2 separate regions of the Hordeum vulgare genome follow, and region 1 is linked to region 2. A link is a contact called in public Hi-C data. All regions are on one chromosome and are shown on one strand. The core of a region is the stretch at or near the end of the contact, and the rest is flanking DNA. Distances in the headings are between cores, read along the strand shown. Region 1 holds the start of LOC123440818 (lysophospholipid acyltransferase LPEAT1-like). Region 2 holds the start of LOC123440783 (receptor-like protein kinase FERONIA).

Region 1 (4,135 bases), core at 1,228-3,727, 400 kb after region 2:
GCACCGGTGTCGAGGATCCAGTCGGGGGGCGCCGCCGGCATGCTGTTGTTGTTGCATCGACAAGTTGTGGAGCGCTGCGTTGAGCTGGTGGTACTGCTCCTAGGAGGGGCCACCCATGGCAGGCGGCGCGGCGACGGGGTACGCCTGGTGCGGTGGAGGTGGACGAGGCCCGAGGACGCCGACGGCGTTGGGCGCGGACCACGGCGCGCGGAGGTGGTGCGGCTGGGGAGGGAACGGAGTGTCCCATGGGACGAAGTAGCCCAACCATGGGCGGGCTTGCGTAGTGGCAGCGGAAGCAGGAGCGCCACGGCCACGCCCGCGGCCGCAGGGTGGCCTGTCGTCGGGGGGTGGGGGAGCCGGGGCCTTGCCCTTGTCGTTGGCGGGGGCGCCGGCGCGGTCGCTGCTGGCGTCAGGGGCGCGGCTGATGGTGAGCACGGTCAGGGAGCCCGTGCCCTGCCCATCCAGGCGGGCCCGCTCGTTGGCAGAGAGCTCCTCCATGAGGAGCCGGGAGCGGGCCTGAATGAAGGACGGGAAGGGGTCCTGCATCGGAAGAAGGGTAGCCATGACCTGGAAACGACGGCCGAGCCCACGAATGAGTTGGAGGGTGAGGGCGTGGTCGGAGATGGGGGCACCGACGTCACCGAGCGCGTCGGCGAGCGCCTTGAGGCGCCGGCTGTACTCGGCGATGGAGAGGTCACCCTGCATCATGTTGCGGAACTCGGCCTCGAGGATGATGGCGCGCTCCGGTTGGTTGTCGCGGAAGAGCAGATGGAGTTGGACCCAGACGTCGCGGGCGGAGCTCTCGGGGGACATCACGACGTCCTGGAGGTCTTCGGCGATCACCTCGTACATCCAGAGGACGATGGTGATGTCGTCGTTGCGCCACACGGCGCTTGTTGGAGCGGGGCCGTAGCGACGTCGAGGTGGTGCTGGACGTTGTGGCGGCAACAGATGAAGTAGAACAGTTGGCGCCACTTGGAGTAGTTGCCGGTCTCCATCTCGAGCTTGCGGGAAAAATGGTGAGAGATGGAGGCAGGGAGGCTGTTGGCGGTGGAGGGGCCGGCATTGGGTGTGGTGGCGCCTGGGGCGCCGAGGGTGAGGTGCGGGACCAGCTCGTTGCCGGCGGTACGCAGGGCCACCGGGGGAGGGACGAGCTCGCTGCCGGCGGTGCGCAGGGCCACCGCGGGAGGACGAAGGAGGGCGGCGCTGGGGGCGGCGGGCGGCCCGGGGGTTGAGGAAGAGGGCTCGGCAAGGGGCTGCTTGCCCCGATCGGTGGTGGGAGGAGCGCGAGCGGGGATGGGGGCTGGAGGTGTGGCGAGGCTAGCCGAGCGGGTGGCAGCAGGAGGAGTGTGAAGATCAGCTGAGCGAGTGCGGCGTAGGAGATGATTCATGGCGGAAGCGGAGGATCAAAGGCTCTGATACCAAGTTAAATAATGGAGCAATCACCACACATTGTATTCCATCCCTCAAGGGGTATATATATACAGTTACAGAGAGGTGAGGGAATCGTGGGGGAGAGCCACAACGGACGTGAGCCGGGCATGCAGCGCATGCGGTCGTGGAGGAGAAGGACTCGGGCAGGCCGTTAGCCACGCCGTGGGGATCCTGATGACGTGTTCCAACATTATTGACCTTATATTTCAAACATATTTGAGAAGTGTCGATAGAAACAAAATAAAGTGTTTAGTTATTTTTGATCAGACAATAACGGAACAGACTTTTTAAGTGTATAGGAAACCCGTTTGTAGATGCTCTTAGTCATTCTATGCCGGTGTTAATTTTTACTTCCCGACTAAATCGCAGATTATTTGCACCAGTACACAACCTACCAAAAGTTAATCATATTTTGATTGAGATTATTCAAGAGCATCTTCTACTATCTTTCCTACTAATAAAACAAATGAAAAAGGGTGAGATGATGTTAACAGGACGGCATGAATCGAAGAATCATAGTGGTGAACACCAAATTATAGAAAAACATTCGATTTAGCTAAATCACATCTAAATGCGTTCTAAGTATAATAAACTTGAATTCTATGACTTTAATTTTACGTGAAGATTAATGTAGTGTTTATTTTTTATTTTTTATGTTTAAATTAAACCATTTAGATATGCAATAATAATGACACATTTAGATGCACCCTAAACAGACACAAACAATATGTCTTTTTTACCTTTTTTTCGGGTGAATATAAGTTGTTTACTGATGCCATATAAAAAGCGAACATGTATAATAAGATTTTTTTTTTTTTCTGTTTACTTCGTACTCATGTCAGTTCCAGTATAATCCACCAAGCCTTCGAGAAACGCCAGAGCAATCCAATAAACCGTTCAACATGTAAAAAGAATAATAATCCAGAAAACAGAAGCTGGTTCGCCGTCACGGATTGGATCGAAACGGACGCGTGGTGGATTCTGTCATTGCAGCCGACCGCACGTCAACATTTGCGTGTATTTTGTTGAGCTTGGCCAGGCTAGTTCGAGTCGTCCACGCAAAGTCGTAGTGCTCCCGCAGGTCCTGAGCCGTCCGATCCAGATCCCACGCTCTTTCTCCCGTCCCCCCCCCCCCCCCCCCCCCATCCCCGCCCCGCCGTGGTCCTCCTCCGCCTCCTCCCCGGCCCACGACCGACCAGTCGACCGCCATCAATCTCTTCCCATCCCCACCTCCACCTCCACCTCGGTGCTTCTCTCCCCGTCATGCAGACCTAGGTCTAGGTGCTAAGGCTACCGCTAGCGCTAGGTCTAAGCTTCTCCCTCCGTCTCCGCCACCATGGCCGTCGACGCCGCCACCGCGCCCTCCGAGCTCGGCAGCAGCATCCGCGGCGAGGGGGAGGTCGCAGCCAAGCCGCGCCCCTCCGCGGCTGCACCGGCGGCGCAGGAGAGCCTCGCGGAGCTGGACCGGAGGTACGCTCCGTACGCGCGGCGGGACGCGTACGGCCCGATGGGCCGCGGCCCCCTCGGGGCGGCGGAGGCGGCGCGGACGGCCGTGGCCGCGGCCGTGCTCCTCCCGCTCCGGGTCGTGGCCGGCGTGCTCGTGCTCGTCGCCTACTACCTCGTGTGCCGCGTGTGCACGCTGTGGGTGGAGGAGGAGCGGGCGGGGGGCGAGGGCGAGGGGTACGCGCGGCTCCAGGGATGGAGGCGGGCGTGCGTCGTGCGGTGCGGCCGCGCTCTCTCACGTGCCATGCTCTTCGTCTTTGGCTTCTACTGGATCCGCGAGCACGACCGCCGCTTCCGTGATGCCGAGGTAGCAATTGTGAACTAGTACTTCCTATTTTCTAGTATTTCTGTATGCAAGGCGCAGCCCAGCGTGCCTACTACCTGTTGCCTGCTTGCTTGATACCTCTGCAATGGTAGAACTGGATGCTGTGAGAGCTCGTTATGTGTGGGACCTAGTTGTTCATGGAATCATGGTTGTGGTGCTTGTCTAGTCTGACGGAGTTGGAAATACACATTTCGGGGAACGTCTCTGCTGCGTGCTGCCTATCTGAGGAGAGCATGTCTTGTTGAGTCCTAGCAGGTAGATTGGTGTTCCCTTGCGGCTAACTTGAACCCCCGGCTTCCTTGGACTGGATCAAAATGTAGCATATGCACTTGCTTAAATTTGATCAGTGCATATGCCCATCCTGTAAGCCTAGCATGCCTTCATCAATATACTTTGTGAATACTTGCTTGCTGTTTACACTCATGAATGATGCATGAGGATTATTCCTTCTGGTGCAAATGTTTGCACTATTGGAGAACTATTGGTGATCATGGGGTTAAAATCCGTAGATCAAATAATAGGATGCAACTATACTGTGTTGAACCTGTTTGTTATTTAAGGTAGTATTCACTCATAGCTTTGTTCAAGGTCCTCTGTCATCTTCCCAGCAAGCGAAAATAAGACCGTTCGAGATAGTGAAACATTTTCCTGTATCCCACTTTATCTCCAGACAGTTATGTGCAAGCAGACGTGGTGGCGTCGGCCACTCAGGCGAGGGCATAGCAGTTTTTGACTTTGTACAGCTCTTCCCTTTTTAGGCCTTGGGTTTGTTTTGATTTGTTGTGCTTTTCTTTTCCGTGTCAGGCCACTTGGCCTTATGTCTCTTGCACCTTCTTGATGTTTCTTCTAACACAAAATGACGCATGTTTGAGA
Region 2 (4,453 bases), core at 1,893-4,392:
TTTCTCATACAGTATTTACTTGTTGGGTCAATAACACGTAGCAGCAGCGGTAATAACGCATGCCGATAAGCATAGAGTCATTACAACGCTGAAGAAGAAGAATACAAGGCAAGGCAGAAATGTCTAATACTCCCAATTCATAACTTGAAACTCATGAAAATACATTGAATGAATAAATTAGGGCCGTCGGCCGACAAGCAGACCCGGATCTTTTACCTCACCGCCCCTTGGGGTTCATGATCTGCGAGAAGACCGCGCTCGGCGTCAGCCCGTCCGAGTCGATGCTCGCGACGCTTTGGTCGCCCATGCTTATGGAAGTTGTCGTGGTCGTGGTGGTGCTTGAGTCGATCGACGGGTCATTGGGGTCCTTCTTTCCAGGCATCACGAGAGGAGTGCCCTCATCTGACATCCCACAGCCAAAGCTTCCGCTCTCCTCCGCGCTTTCCTGCATCTGAAGAGCAAACTCCAGGTTCCAAAGCACATCTCCCATCGAAGGGCGTTCGATGCCGTTGTCGGCTACGCACTTCTCAGCTGTCTCGGCAAACTTCTTGAAGCACTGCGGAACAATCTTTCCCTTTAGGTAGGGATCAACAATCTGATCCAGAATTCCCTTCTTTTGGCAGTGCAATGCCCATTCTGCCAGGCTAACCTCTTCCTTTGCAAGAGTGGGGTTCAAGGCAGGCCGGGCACAGAGGACCTCAAACAGCACCACACCAAATGAATATACATCAGATTTCTCGGTGAGCTGCTGCCTCCGGAAATACTCGGGATCTAGGTAACCAAAACTGCCCTTGACAACTGTGCTCACATGTGTGTGATCCATGGATGGACCAGTCTTGGACAGACCAAAATCTGAAACCTTGGCGACCCATTTCTCATCAAGCAGGATGTTTGTCGTCTTCACATCACGGTGGATAATGGTGTGCTTTGCACCGGTGTGAAGGTAGTGCAGCCCACGAGCTGCACCAATGCAGATCTCCAAACGCTGCCTCCAGCTAAGCGGTGCATTCTGGGTCTTGTATAGGTGTTCACGCAGAGTCCCATGAGCCATGTGGTCATATACCAGGATCATCTCGTTCTTGTCCTCACAGTAACCAATCAGCGACACAAGATGGCGGTGGCGGAGCTTTGACAGCATTTCAATTTCAGTCTGGAACTCATGTATACCCTGCTCAGACAAGGGATTGCCACGCTTGATAGCCACCTTAGTTGTGCCCCCATCGATCTCTCCCTGGTAAACTTTACCGAACCCACCAACACCAAGGATCCGTGACTCGTCAAAGTTCTTCGTTGCAGCCTTGATCTCTGCAAAGGAGAAATGGCGGCATAGGTTCGATGGCAAAGATGAAGCAATACTCCCAGTAGCATGCGACTTGTCTGAGCTTGAAGTGTGTGAATTGCCATACAGCGACAACGGCAGCCAACCAGAATGGCCATCACTCATGCCGGTATCCTTGGCCGTTTTCCTCCGCCTCTTGCAAATGAGGCAGCAATATCCAAGTGCAAGCAGTGCCAAACCTCCAATTACTCCACCAGCAATAGGCCCGACTAGTGAGCTCTTCTTTCCTTGCCCGGTATGCACCGGTGGATCAGCACTTGGGACAGGGTTGGGCCCCGCGAGGCTCCCATTACTAAGTTGCAGCTTGAACACCTCCAGCCCATTGAGAATGGCATCATAGTACTGTGGCTTGTTCCCTGTATCCGGATGTAGAGCCACCCAGAAATCCATAATCCCTGAACCCACGGTGCTGACCACATAGTCCTTGTACACTGGAGTACCAATACTTTTGGGATCCACCCACTGGATCACATCAGCCCCTGTCTGGGCAGTCTGGTTGTTGAGGTAGATGTTGAACACCCGCTGATTGGGCAGCGTAATTGGGGATTGTATCTCACAGAAATGGAGCCTCACAAGGTATGTGAACCCAGCATCCACCTGCACTATCCAGGTGAGATTGTAGGCCAAGTTCACATCCTTGTCAGGCCCCATTGATCGCGCCGTGGCATAGACATCCAGAGGCGCCACATATCCCGGCACATTGTCGGGGTAGGTGATTGTGATATTGGGATCGTTCGGGTAGGATACCCCAGCCCCTGCACCGTAAATGTAAGGCGTGTCGTCGTCCCACGACCGAGCCCCGCCGGAGTCCTTGGAGGGGGAGATCGCCTGGCCTCCGACGTTGAGCCGGTACATGGTCTGCAGAGCAGCACCGGGATCCATCGGGAATGGCTGGTTGTTGGCGTCGCCGGTGACGAAGAAGGGTGTGGCGAGGTCAAAGAGATCTGGGGAGGAGACGACCTCGATGCCGTTGATGAAGGCGTAGGCGTTGCGGCGGGCCTTCTCCGGGGTGAAGGTGAGGTCGAGGGTCGGGCCGGTGACGTTGACGGAGAACTCCCGGACGATGTAGGCGAAGTTGAGCGCCGTTGTGGTCTGGTAGGCGCTGAAGTTGGAGAGGAGCGTGACCTTGGCGGCCGGGACGGAGACGGAGAAGAAGGCGTCGGCGGCGTTCCGGTCGGAGTAGTTGGCCGGGTAGAAGTGCAGGCGGAGGAACTTGCGGCCGGGGCCGAGCGGGAAGGAGTAGGTGAAGGGCGCCGCGGAGACCCGCGCGGTGAGGTAGGGCACCTGCGGCACCGAGGGGTCCTGCGCCCCCGCGGCGGCCGAGGCGAGGTTCGGCGGCGCGTACTTGGAGCCGGCGTCGCCGGCCCACTGCCGGCCGTCCGTGTCGTCCCCCTTCCCCGTGGCGCCGCAGTCGAGCAGGATGTCGTCCCGCGGCACGAACGGGGCCGCGGGCGCGGGCGCGTCGCCCCCTCCCTGCGCCCACGCCGCGGGGACGAGCGCCGCGCAAGCGGCGAGGAGCAGCAGGAGGAGCGCGCATCTCGGGCCTCCTCTCATGGCGCGAGCTGCGTGTAGCTCTGCGTTAGCTCGCGGCTCACAGATCGCCCATCAAACGGCTCTCCCGGCGCCGATCTGGGGCAGATTTGCGTGCGGGTGCGGGAGATGGCGGCCGCGGTGGTGGTGGGGAGGAGAGAGGGGTCGAGGAAGAAGGTGGGAGTGGTTTCGGGGACTACGGGCGCGGCATTAAGCGGGGGGGGTCAGTGGTGGAGGACGCGGTGGCCAGCCAGCAGGGGGCGCGGCTGAGGAAGGCTGCTGCCGCTGCCAAATGCAAGCTGTGAGCCAGCCGAGCCAACACGGAACGGGGCAACGGGGCGAGGGGACCCACCAGCGACGGGGTCGGCGCAATCAGTGCCGAGAGAAAGCGAGAGGGCGACGCGGCGGGAGGAGGAGGGCAGGTGTGGGCCCCGCTAACATGGGTTAGGGGTCGCGACGTGCACCGTCTCGTCAAGAGATCCCGGTCATTTTGACGGTTTGACCTGCGCAGCGCCTGCGTTCCCATCTCGACTGTCAAGATGATGACAATGACCCTTTTTCTTGTAAAGGTACGTATTTCCTATTTATTCGTAAAGGTAATTTTTACTGCAATGTAGTCATTGAAAGGACATAAGGGCATAAACTATGGAGGCGCTAGAATGTTGTGGTTTCAACCTTCACGCATGAAAAAAAACTGCGGGGCCATCGTATGAATAGTTTCTGTCCAACCGAAGCAGCATCACCTCGGGTGCCCCACGTCCTTTCCCGCTTGTGCCTTTTCCAGTTCTACCGCCGTCTTCCCGTTCTCTTTCGCTCTTTCCTTTCTTTTTTTTACCTTTCTAACACTTTATTACGGTGAGGAAGCAGCCTCTTCTGCAAGATCCCGTCTCGATCTGCAAGCATCAGTCTTTTTCCCTTTCTCCTCCACGTCAGCAGGTCCTCCAACGTGGATCAACGGGGCAGCGGTCCAAGCTGGAGCGTTGGTCATGCCCTAAGAGCAATTTTAATGGGGCGATTCATTTTATCCGTTGGCGTTCGTTGGATTTTTTCACGATTTTGACCCATGGGATGAAAGTATTTCACGGAATGAACTCTGATTGAAACCATTTCACGATCCGACCTTTTTTGAAACGCCAGAGCCCGTGGCGTTGCAGACGTACATAGAAACGCCAGTCTAATGTGGCGTTGCAGACCCACTCAAACGCCAGTCTAATGTGGCGTTGCAGGCCACGAGTGAAACGCCATGGTCCATGGCGTTTCAATAACACACATGTTGCTGGCAGCATGCCGTGGGTTGGCTGGATGTCGTCGCTGCGTCCATAGTGGGTCTGCAACGCCAGCACTGTTGGCGTTTCACAATCGGCCTGCAACGCCACATTAGACTGGCGTTGCAACAAAAAAAAACGCCACGGTAGACAGGCGTGTCACTGTAGGGCAGCAACGCCAACACTGTTGACGTTTCACAGTGGGTCTGCAACGCCACGGTAGACTGGCGTTGCAAAAAAAAAAAACGTCACGGTAGACAGGCGTATCACTGTAGGGCAGCAACGTCACGGTAGACAGGCGTTGCATAGTGGGGCAGCA

The links. Hi-C and Micro-C count contacts between places; a contact is called where the count stands out from the background.
Region 1: a Hi-C map of leaf shows a contact between it and region 2, with 5 times the contacts expected there. The contact joins the promoter of LOC123440818 here to the promoter of LOC123440783 in region 2. A contact is called at or near these places in 3 of 6 Hi-C or Micro-C datasets (leaf and seedling) and 1 of 1 datasets of contacts at active chromatin or transcription factors (embryo).

Annotation. Positions count from the first base shown.
Region 1 is chr1H:407,197,459-407,201,593 of MorexV3_pseudomolecules_assembly, forward strand. It overlaps LOC123440818 (lysophospholipid acyltransferase LPEAT1-like), which reads left to right and starts at 2,478. Exons shown (of 8, transcript XM_045117368.1): 1 at 2,478-3,244. The coding sequence starts at 2,771.
Region 2 is chr1H:406,801,277-406,805,729 of MorexV3_pseudomolecules_assembly, forward strand. It overlaps LOC123440783 (receptor-like protein kinase FERONIA), which reads right to left and starts at 3,143. Exons shown (of 1, transcript XM_045117334.1): 1 at 1-3,143. The coding sequence starts at 2,893. The coding sequence ends at 218.